3 separate regions of the Rattus norvegicus genome follow, and all the other regions are linked to region 2. Evidence: chromatin contacts called from public Hi-C data. All regions are on one chromosome and are shown on one strand. The core of a region is the stretch at or near the end of the contact, and the rest is flanking DNA. Distances in the headings are between cores, read along the strand shown.

Region 1 (3,474 bases), core at 228-2,727, 750 kb before region 2:
AATTTTCTCTTTGTAAAGCAATAATAGCCAAGAGCTAATAGTCACTTAAAGTTATTAGATCGTGGGAAGAGTTATAAAAGAGGGTTTTGATATAAAAAAGGATAGACGCTCATATTAAAAGATGGGATTTTATTATTTTCCATGACGAAGTGAGGCCTAGAAAGGTCCCAAACCCCACTCTTACAGAGCCACAACTTTCTCCTCTCCAAGCACTGGTGTTCTTGGTTTGGGGACCTTTGGACTCAGGCTTGGAATTCCCCGGTCACCCCGACAACCTGCTCTTCTCAGTTCTTGTATAATTCTTGGACCAGGAATTTTATCAGAGCCCTCCTCTTTCTCCAGCTGTAGAGAATAGGCAGAGGGGCGTCTTGAAAACTATAATCACATGAGTCAAATCCCTCAATAAATCTCGTGCAATTCTCTAAGTCTAACTCTATGACTGTCTTCCTCTACAGCTATATCAATATCCGCTATATCTCCTATTGGTTCTTTCCAAAATTCATATTCTTAACCAAGTTTTAAAAACAAATTTCCCAAATAGACTTTACCAAACAGATGTTCCTTGAATTAGACAGTGCTTTCATAATAATATTTGTAAGTTAAAAATGTCTTCTGTCCACCTAGAGTGCTGAATTACATCTCAGTCAAAGAGGACTCTATGAAGTGCTGATGTTTCCCTCAGGATCCTGAACCTCACTGGAGACTGACCTGCTGCTGCCACCAGACCTCACTAGAGAGTCTCAGATTGCATGACCCCAGTGTGGGAAGAGATTAAAATTCAAAATTGGAAGTCCAGTTCCATAAATGTGTAATTACTTTCATAACATCATGAAGTTGAGAATACTGTAAGCTGAGCCATCATACGTCCGGGCCCATCTGTTATAAAAAGATTCTCAAATTTTCCCAAACTCTGGAAGACTAGCAGCATAGGATAGACAAGTATGGACAACCTAGAGAAAGAGTTACAAAAGTCCATTCTAGGGTGATAGAAAGAGTGTTAAGCTGTTGGGGCAGATTGCTCAGTGGAGCTGATATACAGATAGTTCCAGAAAGAAAGGCTTCCTGTCGACCCCCCCCCCACAAAGCCCACACTTCATTTGCAAGAATTCCCCAGACAGGAAATACCATGTTGCAAACTTTGTGCTTTGGAGACAGACTCACAACAGTGTCAAATTTCAATGCTCTGAAGTGCTCAGTGAGCCTTTGGCTTCTGAAGACTGGCTACCGAGTCAAACTACCATACCTGGCTCTCGACATGGGAGGCTTGCCCTCAGCACTGCCACCCTTCACTGCAGACTGTGGTTTGATCCACAAAAATCATCATACAGCCCCAGTCCAGGTTGCACAATCCCACAGTGAGCTGGAGGGCCATTCGTAGGAGGTGGAAAACAAAAAGAAAATGACCCATGGTGATCTGATGTGGACTAGAATCCGTTCTGGCTGTGGCGAGAAGGGCCTTGCTGTAGAACTCTGTTAAACAGTGATCTCATCTCTGGCAGCCTCTGAAGTGACCTTGGAAAAGACTTTTTAGTCTGTGTCAACTTGATCGGAACCTCTAGACGAAACATGCAAGTTCAGCCAAGCCATGTGTTCAATGTTTGTTTGACAGTCTTCATTGCACTGGGAAATCTCAAAGGAGCTCTACCTACTACCCTCCATTGTCTTCTTTTCTGTCATTGGCACAAACATATTGGGGGGGGGGGAGAAACATCTGACAGTGTAAGCACAATATGCTATTATATGGCAGTTTGGGGTTTGAACAGTAGATGACCTGAATGTGATGGGAAGGGCCAGGGACATGTGTCTGCAAGAATTGACAAGTTATTTGAAATATTCTCTTACCCGCTCTGCTTTGCAAGGAAGCGAAGCTTGGGCTCTCTTGAGCTCTGCCCACTGGGATCATTGATTAATTTAAAATAGCCATGGCTTGTTTGCAGCGGTTATGTAGGAGGGTAGCATAGTCTAGGCCAATCTAAAATGAGAATTGCTGGGGGTGAGTAACAGCTACTCTAGTCATCTTGCATGGACCCCCATCATTCAAAGTCTGCTTTGGCAATTATCCAAGAGAGAAAACAGCAGCAAGCTGCTCTTCCCAATGGGGGATTTCACTGTCCATTTGGGTCCCTATGTTTACTGAGTTTTGAAGAAACCATGGCAACCGTAGTCGTCTCTGTGTCCTCTCCCCTAAATGTTTCTGGTTCCATCTGTTAGCTATTCACTGATAAAAATCTATTTTTCTTTCTCCTCTTTTCATTGCAAACAGAAGGAGAGTTATGAGTTACTTTACAAAATTAAAATCCAAATGTACTTGGCTTGGTACATTTTTGAATAGGGGGCCAGAGAGATGGCTCAGCAGGTAAAAGAAACTTGCTGCGGAGTCTGAGGACCTGAGTTCGATCAGCAAATGGTGGAAGAAGAGAATTTATTCCTACACACTGTCCTCTGACAGGCATATCTGTGCTCTGTTATGCGGACGGACACACACACACACACACACACACACACACACACACACACACACACAAATACATGTTATAAATGTTGAAAAATATGTAGCATCTTCATACTTTCTCTTCATTCATTTTTGAGAGATTGTTTTATGTAGCCTGGGCTAACCTTGAACTCACTGTGTAGCAGGAGCTAGCCCTGACCTGCTGCCACTTCTTAATTCTGGGATTACCGGGTGACTATACTTGGCTCCTCTTTCTTAATCTTCACTGACATATGAACACAGTCCCTTGTTTGCCTTGTCAGAGAGTTCTTGTGCAACGTCGAGAGATGTATCATCACAAAGAAGGGACATTCCCATCTCCACACCACATATTTAGTCCCTTGTTTCATCTCCACACAACATATTTAGTCCCTTGTTAGTGCCCTGTGTTTCAAGAAGCATGTGAGAACACAGGATCCTGAAAACGGATATGATCACATTGGGTCATTTCAGATGGACTTAATAGATACAGACAAATCTCACACTTACATTGTCCCACCAGATAATATGCAGGGCCCTTGTTTCAAAGCCAGAAGATGAGTGACTGGCAAGACTGTTGCCCTGGGAATTGCCTGTGGCCATTACAGTCCTTGCACTCCTCTGCCACTAGGGGTTTTTAGAGTAGATGCATTTTTGACACTGATACTTACTTCCCATGAGGTTTCCCTAGTTGTATATATCCGGCTTAGACTCTTCCAAGGTCATGTCCATACAGCTCTGGCTCCTGGCTCAGATGAACTGCCTATCTAATGTTTCCTCCAAATGGGGGCAAACTGTATTCTGCCCACTTCAGTTCTCCTGTCCTAAGCAACCCCCTCCCCACCTCGAATCAAACACCGTTTACTTGATCATGACTGACTGTCCTCTCTGTCCTTTCCTTGACCTTGCACATGAGCATCTTCTCAGTATGTCTCCAGGCTCTGGCACTGCAAAGACATTATGTGTTGTCCGGACTTTCCCTATTGTCTTCAAACCTCTGCGTT
Region 2 (3,434 bases), core at 710-3,209:
ACAAGTGAAACAGAAAGTTCTTTATACCTTTACGATTCTGGGTCTCTTTAACATACTATGATGACATTAACCCAGATCCCTGTTGTTCCGTACTTTGTTGAGTACAATGTTGCAGTTAATCTCCAAAATATACAGTAAATATTGGGAAAACATCCGTCTACCTTCAGGAAGGCTCACGCGGGGTAATTAAGGTGAAACAGATCAGCAGCGCCTTTTAAGCGGGCCAGTGGCTAAACAATTACTCTCTGTTCGGTTTCTGTTTTGTTCTAAACCTTACTTAGGGTCCCTGCCAACAACCCAGGTTCTGAAATGCTGAGCGAATCCAAGGAGCGCACTAAGAAAATGTGGTTTGTTTTCTTCCTGCACGGAGCAGATATTTCTGCTTATCTCCTTTAGGCACAGACTGCACAAGTGTTGTTAATTTCCCTGAAGTACTTCACAATGTGTGTTGGGGATGCTCTAAGAGTCACAAGGCATCCAGATCCACTGTAGGGGACTGCAGAGGGACGGTAAAGACCCTCTCAGGCGCCACCCCTTAAGCATCTATTTAATAACTCTGACAAGTTTTGGTCACAGGCGACCTTTTATACCTCTTCTGACCAAGTCAATGTAATAGCCTTCCCTTGAGATATCTAGGGTGGCAGTGGCCTTTAGATTGCGCTCCGACGGTGGATTAAAAAGATCTGGTAACAAAAAAACCTTAACTCCCCCCACCCCTTTTTCATTCCATATATAATCGGTAAGCAATGGGGTTCAAAACCTGGGGTAAATTGTTCCTTTCTGACGTCTCTTGGGAAACTAAACTAGCCATCTTTTATCAGGGCAACCCTGAAAACTTCAACAGCTGAAGCCAAATTTATTCAGAGCGGACCTGAATCTTGGCACCGGGTCAGGTTCTGCGTGCTTCGCTGACCTTTAGGAATCCCTCTCAGCCGCTCTGGCTTTCTCTATCGCCGCACGCAATCAGAGCGATCCTAGGCTCGCACAGCGGCTGTCCAACCGCTTCCCTCCGCCCACCTCGCGGACGCCCGGGCGCCCACACCACCCTTTCCCCGACCACCCTCCGCGCAGCCCGGGCCCAGGCGGAGGGGCGCAGGCTCTCGAACCCAGAGCCGGTTCCCGCTTCTCTCGCTAGAGGGCAGACCCGGCCCGCTCAAAGTCCTCGGGCCGCAGGGCACGCGCAGCCCGTAGGGATCCCGCAATCGGAGCCCCACTCCCGGGCTGGGCTCCGCGATTGACGCGGGGACCGAGGGCAGAGCCCGGGAGCGCGGCGCACAGCCGACCCCAAGGGCCCCGGAGGGATGACCAGCAGGCTCGGGGTGCGGGAAGCGCACGGGCACCAGGTGGAGGCAGCCCCCGCACCGCAGCTCGGGGACCGGGTCAGGCGCCAAGAGAGCTGAGCAGGGACGCACGGGACCAGAGTAGGTGCCCGCCTGGGAGCAGCGGAGCGGCTGGCACTCACCTGGGCTCGGGTCGCCCTCGGCGGGCCCGGGCTTCCCGCGGGATCCCCGGTCCTTCTTCTTGCCCTTCCCCTTGCCTCTGCCTTCTTTGCGCTCAGACATCTCGCCGAAGATGAGCGCTCTACGCGGACCCGGTTGGGTGACGGTGACGCGCGACAAGTTTGGTCCAAGGGCTTGCAGAAAAGTTTGTCCCAGGAGGGGAAGAGCCAGTGGCCGGGCTGCTCGGGAGGCGTCGCCTGTCGCCTGCAGGAAGCAGCGTGGACTCGATCACCTGGAGCGTCCGCTCAGTCTGGAGTGGCTCGGAGCTGCTCTAGTGTCCCGGGTCCCTCCGCTGCCGGCTCTGGAGTGGCCTCGCTTCGGTGGCTTGTCTCGCTCTCTTACAGCCCGAAGAGGGAAAGGTGATCACAATCCGGTCTGCGCTCGCATCTCCCGGCAGCTGCGGCCGCTGCGCTGCGCTCGGCTCCTGCTGCCCGCGCGGTCCGGAGTTCCCACAAGTTTTGGGGAAGTCCTAGCCGGCTCTTTTTCAATTGCCCGCAGGTTGGACGCAGGCGCCTCCTTCGCACCCTCCCCTCGCCTCGCCCCCTCCCTCTTCCCCACCACACCCCCACCCCGAGGCGCAGACACGCCACCGGGAGGAGCCTGAGCTGGGCGATCGCGGCTCAGCCCCTTTCTTCTGGCAGCCCGGCCAAGCTGGGGGCGGCCGAGCCCAGCGGCTGCCGGGAACTCCCGACAGGGGTCGCTGGAAGCTGCGCTGACACTGCCACAGCCGCCGCCAGACCGAACGGAGCAGTCTGGAGAGCCCTGGAAGGGACGCTGGTGCTAGCAGTCCCTGGCAGGCTGCTGAGCTGATCCAAGCCTTGAAAAGTGCGTGGTAGGGGAAGTGAAGGGTGGAAGATGGAGAAAAGTTTGTAACTGTAGCACCTGCTCCACAATGATTGCTCTGGAGACCTGGAATCCCAGGGAGGGGGAGGAACAATTGCTATTTCCCAGAAGGGTTCAGAGTTCATTTCTCTCTGTTTTAGGGAAGTTTCTCTCTGGCACTAAGGGCGAAGGTGCAGTCTGGGGTGGAACGGAGTTTGAGGTACTGAGGAAGGGTTCTGTGAACTTCAAGCATGAACAGTTTGCACTGATGTACCATCAGCCACTTGAGCACGTGTCTGCCTTCCTGTGCCTAATAGCATGACTATTGGATTTCCCATCTCCATTTTAAATACTCACTCTAGCTTCTTCCTAAGCACAGATATCTCTTTCTACAACTTAATTTCCAAAAGAACTAATGAGCCATAATTCACCATCGACAGTAACGAGTCTAAGGTGTGTCGGTAGGGTCAGATCCTCGAGTGAGGGAGTGAGTTGGGACCGTAGAACAATGAACTGTGTAGTCCAGATCTTTAGTTCATTAATGCCACACACACACACACACACACCCCTATTAGACTTTCTGAGAACTGCTAGTGAATTCTAGTTTTCCTGTATCCAGGTAGAGAACTCTGAGGAGGAGTCAGAGGCCAGAGTAGTCCGCACCAAGAAGTGATTCACATTGGTCTCCGTGTAGAGACACTGTCATCAACACACACACTTGTGGCCAACTTAGCCTGCTCATTTACAGTGGTATAGAGTTGTGGTTGAGAAACAGCTCACACCAACGATCAATACTCTACAGCTATCCCACTTTCAGGGTGATTTGGCTCCTTCCTTTTGACTTCCTGGAGTTAACACTAACAGACCCATTGCTGTCTACAGCTTTCTCTGTGTTCTCTGGCTGCCATGATCTAAAGAAAGGTGAAATCCAGAGTACACCTTTCACACATGGGTGGGAAGGGAAGTGGGCAAGGTGTTCACTTAAATCGTCTTAAGAATCATTTATATATTACTTTAACGTTCCCAGGACTAAGAATCAAACTCTGTGAGATGGGTGCAATTGTTACGATATCTCTATAGTACTGACATGGTTTTTTATTCTAAACCTTTAGC
Region 3 (3,845 bases), core at 242-2,741, 920 kb before region 2:
CTGTGTTTGAGGTTAGCCTGGCTACATAGCTAAACCTTGTCTCAAAAAAAATAAAATAAAATAAAATAAAATAAAATAAAATAAAGTCAAACCAAAACCAAACAAACAAAAAAAATCCAGAAATTTTATTTGTACATGACAAACCCAACCAAATTGACGGACTACAGTGAGCCTTCCATATTGTCAAGTTACACAAATATTAGGGGGGGTTCGACTTGCTGTTAAGGGAGGTACAGCTTATGTGCAAACACCACAGTTGCTGTCCCCAAAGGCCTTCTGGATTTGGAGACTATCTGACCATCCCCAGAGATATGAAGACTGCATTTGTTCCAGCAGCCCTGAGATGCTGGTCGGGATATTTGATACTTTAACGACTGTACTTTGAAATGGCAAAGCATTCACTCGCATGCATTAGCTTACTTAGGGGCCAGAAACTCCGTTCCAGCAGATCAATAGTGGCATAAATACTGTCAAAGGAAGAGCAGGCCATTTTGCTTGCTTATTTGTGGGTCTTCTCACACACGTGGCTGTGGCTCCTTGTACCGGGGTACTTTGAATGATACTCTACACACTTGATAATTCTTTCTTTTAAGTGGAAAGATAAACAAAAGTATACGTAAACAAGCTGCGTTTGGTGGCAGAACCTTTAATCCCAGCACTCTGAAGGCAGAAGAGGGTAGATCTCTTGAGTAGAGATAGCTTTCCGCTCACCAAATACATACTAAACCTATAAAATAAACTATGCAATGTCGTGCAAAATAACTAATGCTACACGGAGAAGTGAGATTTTTTTTTTCTTTCTTCATCCCCTGTTCTTTCAACACAGAAGCAAGACCCCTGCCCCGGGCACTGACAAAATCAGTTTCTGACTTTTAATCACAACCTAGAAGATTGGAATCCTGGCAAGGGATGGCCTTCAGGTTTAGGCCTTACATTCTTGTTTGTAAAAGAAGGCTCTGTCCTGAAGTGAGGTGAGAACAATAGCTCTTTGAAGATCCGAGTTTTGGGTTTCTTCTGCTTTGCCCTCTGGCCTCAGTTCCCTCCTGTCGCGGTGGGTCTGGACCACGCCATGCATAACCAGGTCTAAAGGCAAAGGACCAATGGAACCAACCCCCAGGACAGGCTTCTATAAAGCTATAGAAATTCGAGACAGGCGCGGATGTGTAGGCGGAAAACAAAAGTGGCACTAATCCTCTTGTCCTTCCCCCACCCTAACCCTCCCCGCCCGGGTCCTGGGAGGCGGCGATCTCCACCCTCCTGCGGGCGTGGCCCCTCACACTTCTCTGTAGACTAGGGAGTCCCCTGGTCTGGCTAGAAGGCGGGGTAGGTGTCTACCCAGCAAAAAAGCTCTCGGGTCCTGAGGGTAAACTGGCTTGTAAATAATACTCGGGGGCAGGAGAAAGGATCCCATTGGCCGGAGGGCAGGTGACGAAAAGGGGGCGGGCTCCCGGGAGGGAGCAGTCACTGGGAGGGGGTGTGAGCCGCACAGTGTCAGTTTTCGGAATCCCAGCGCGCACTGCTCGGAGAGGAGGGACCCAAGCCCGGCTTCGTGTCCCGGCTGCTCCTTCTCGGCCGGGCATCCCGGCTCTCTCTGCTGCCCTCCCGGCCCGGGCCCTTCGCGATTCCCCTCGGCAGGGCTTCGCTCCGAAAGACTTTGCTTCCTTCTCTGCCCTCTTTGTTGCTTTGCAAACCGACCTCTCTGCAGCCCTTGACTCCACTCCTCCGGGAGTTGCATCTCCATCCCGGCGGTCTCCGTGCACAGTCCCGCGGATTCCAAAACCTTGCCTCCGTTCGCTCCGAGAAGCCGACCTTCACTTCATTGATGCACCCATTCCAGTGGTGTAACGGTGAGTCCCTGGACCGGTAGGTGAGCGGGGATCGCGCAAGTCTAGTCCTGAGCCAAGTTTTCCCGTGTCTGGGACGGCCCAGAAGATGTCCTGGAGCCCTACGGGGCTCTACACAGAGCTTAGTTAGAAAGGTCCCATTCACAGTGTTGGGATAAAGGGGGATTGGGAAGCGAGTGGATTGGGAAGCCAGGGGCGTGTGAGCCGAGTCTTCCCGGCCTTTGTGTGGCGGTCCGTCTCTTCTACCCTTTCGCCTGCCTTTGTGCGCTCTCAAACTCTGTTCTTTGTTGTGGTGGTTGGAGAATTAAATCCGCGCTCCGGCTAGGATCTCCTAGAGGGAGCTCAAGTTCCGGTTCTGAAACTTTGCAGGCTATTTTAAGTATGTATACAGTGCAGCGTGCGGGACAGGGCGCAAGGTCACTTTCTTTCTCTTTGTTGCTTTCCACTGGCTCCTGGGGGCCAGACGCTGGATTAAAGAGCGTCGCTTGACGGAATAGATAAAGCCTTGCAGAAAGCTGGGCCCCCAGCTCAGGGCTGGCCTGGCAAGGGCTTTGCTTTCTGGCAATGAGGCCAGACTGTAGGGTCTGCTTTCAGCCTAGGTGGTGATGGCACCTCCAAGCACAGCCACCGGCCACCAGCCGCTTCCCACACCCCACCGCGTGATGATGCTAAATTAGTTCATCTGAGGCTTTTGGGCAACTCAGGTGTTAACAGGTTAGAAAGCGGGTCTGGATTATTTCCTGTCTAAGCTACCTGTTGGATCTTTCTGAGCCAGTCACGTAAGCCTTAGTTGTTAATCCCAACCACCCTTACCCCAGGTGTACCCAGAATCCTGAAGAATTGGGCGAGGTGGAAAGCAGATAGTTTTTTGTTGTTGTTGTTTTGGTTTTTTGGCACGGCAGTTTGGTTACTTGTGGAAAATTCATTCTTAAGTAGACTTCTGCAAGGTCTTGGACTAATTATTTCAAGAGTCTTTTGTTTTAAAGCAGGCTTTGGGCCGCATGTGTATGAGTGGCCCCCATCCCCCCTCCTTCCTCCTTTTGCTAGTCGGATCTAATTTCCTGAAAATGAACCAAGCTGTGTGTGATAGGCCGGTAATGGAGAGGAGGGGCGGGAATGGGGGGGTTGAGGCCTGACGGTGTATCCCAGCATCTGGGAAAGATTCCCTTTGGCTGAAAGAAGCAGTTCCCAGATCCGCTGGTCTTGGCCAGCCCCGCTCTGACGTCATTCCAGCGTGCAGCCTGCCAGCTGAGATGAGACATTCTGGTGTCAGGTCGAAGACAATGGACCAGAGATTTAACCAGGGCTAAGCTGTCAGTAACCCCAACCTTTCTAAGCAGCATCCTTTAGAAAGTGTTTTGTCTTGCCCCATCCCGGTGGCGTTGGAACCCAGAGCTTGCTCCTATTAAACATCACTGACCCTCACTACAACCTTTACCTTGCACTTATTAAAGTGATTAGCATATCCCGGCTCTTTTCCAGAGGGGATGTAACCCCATTTTTTTTTTTTTTGCTCCCTTGAAAGACCTCTAGGGTCCCCATATCCTGGGATGAGCATTCTTTGATCTTAAAGTTTTAAGGAAAAACTGTCCAATTCGGACAATAAAATCCTGTAAAGCCCAACATTTATAGAAGTCTAACATGTCACAAGAGAAAACTTTGCTTCATTCAGTAAATATTTAGAATGTGTAAAGTTATCTTCAGGCTTCCTGAATGGGGTGTATATGAAACAGGATGAATTTCATGTTTAGACTTGAGCTGTATCCTGGAGACACATCATGCTATATACAAATATTCTGAAATTAAAAAAGATAATAACATCCAACTCAATTCTGTTCCATTGAGAGTATAGAATGAAAGGTAACCACACTGTAATAAAAGCAGATCTCTTGTTTTGAGACAGGCTTTCATTATCACCCATGCTGCCCTAAAGAAAACTCACAGTTCTGCCTGAGTCCCTCAGACAGCGGGGATCATAGATATAAACTACTATGACATCAT

The links. A called contact is a pair of places that touch in the nucleus more often than the background predicts.
Region 1: a Hi-C map of hepatocytes shows a contact between it and region 2, with 2.6 times the contacts expected there. The contact joins the enhancer-like site here to the promoter of Nrg1 in region 2. A contact is called at or near these places in 8 of 12 Hi-C or Micro-C datasets (the A7r5 cell line, Schwann cells, frontal cortex and 5 more).
Region 3: a contact with region 2 is called in a Hi-C map of mammary epithelial cells, with 4 times the contacts expected there. The contact joins the promoter of Rnf122 here to the promoter of Nrg1 in region 2. A contact is called at or near these places in 3 of 12 Hi-C or Micro-C datasets (the A7r5 cell line, Schwann cells and mammary epithelial cells).

Annotation. Positions count from the first base shown.
Region 1 is chr16:67,564,589-67,568,062 of GRCr8, reverse strand. No RefSeq gene overlaps it. Among named protein-coding and RNA genes, the nearest start is that of Fut10, 95 kb to the left of the region's middle. Within about 2 kb of position 1,477, at least 5 of the 93 cell types and tissues checked have an H3K27ac peak or open chromatin away from gene starts, as enhancers often do. A contact at or near this core is called in hepatocytes, where this site is marked.
Region 2 is chr16:66,811,167-66,814,600 of GRCr8, reverse strand. Nrg1 (neuregulin 1) reads right to left here and starts at 1,959. Exons shown (of 12, transcript NM_001271129.3): 1 at 1,463-1,959. The coding sequence starts at 1,562.
Region 3 is chr16:67,728,125-67,731,969 of GRCr8, reverse strand. It overlaps Rnf122 (ring finger protein 122), which reads left to right and starts at 1,491. Exons shown (of 6, transcript NM_001399271.1): 1 at 1,491-1,847. The coding sequence starts at 1,823.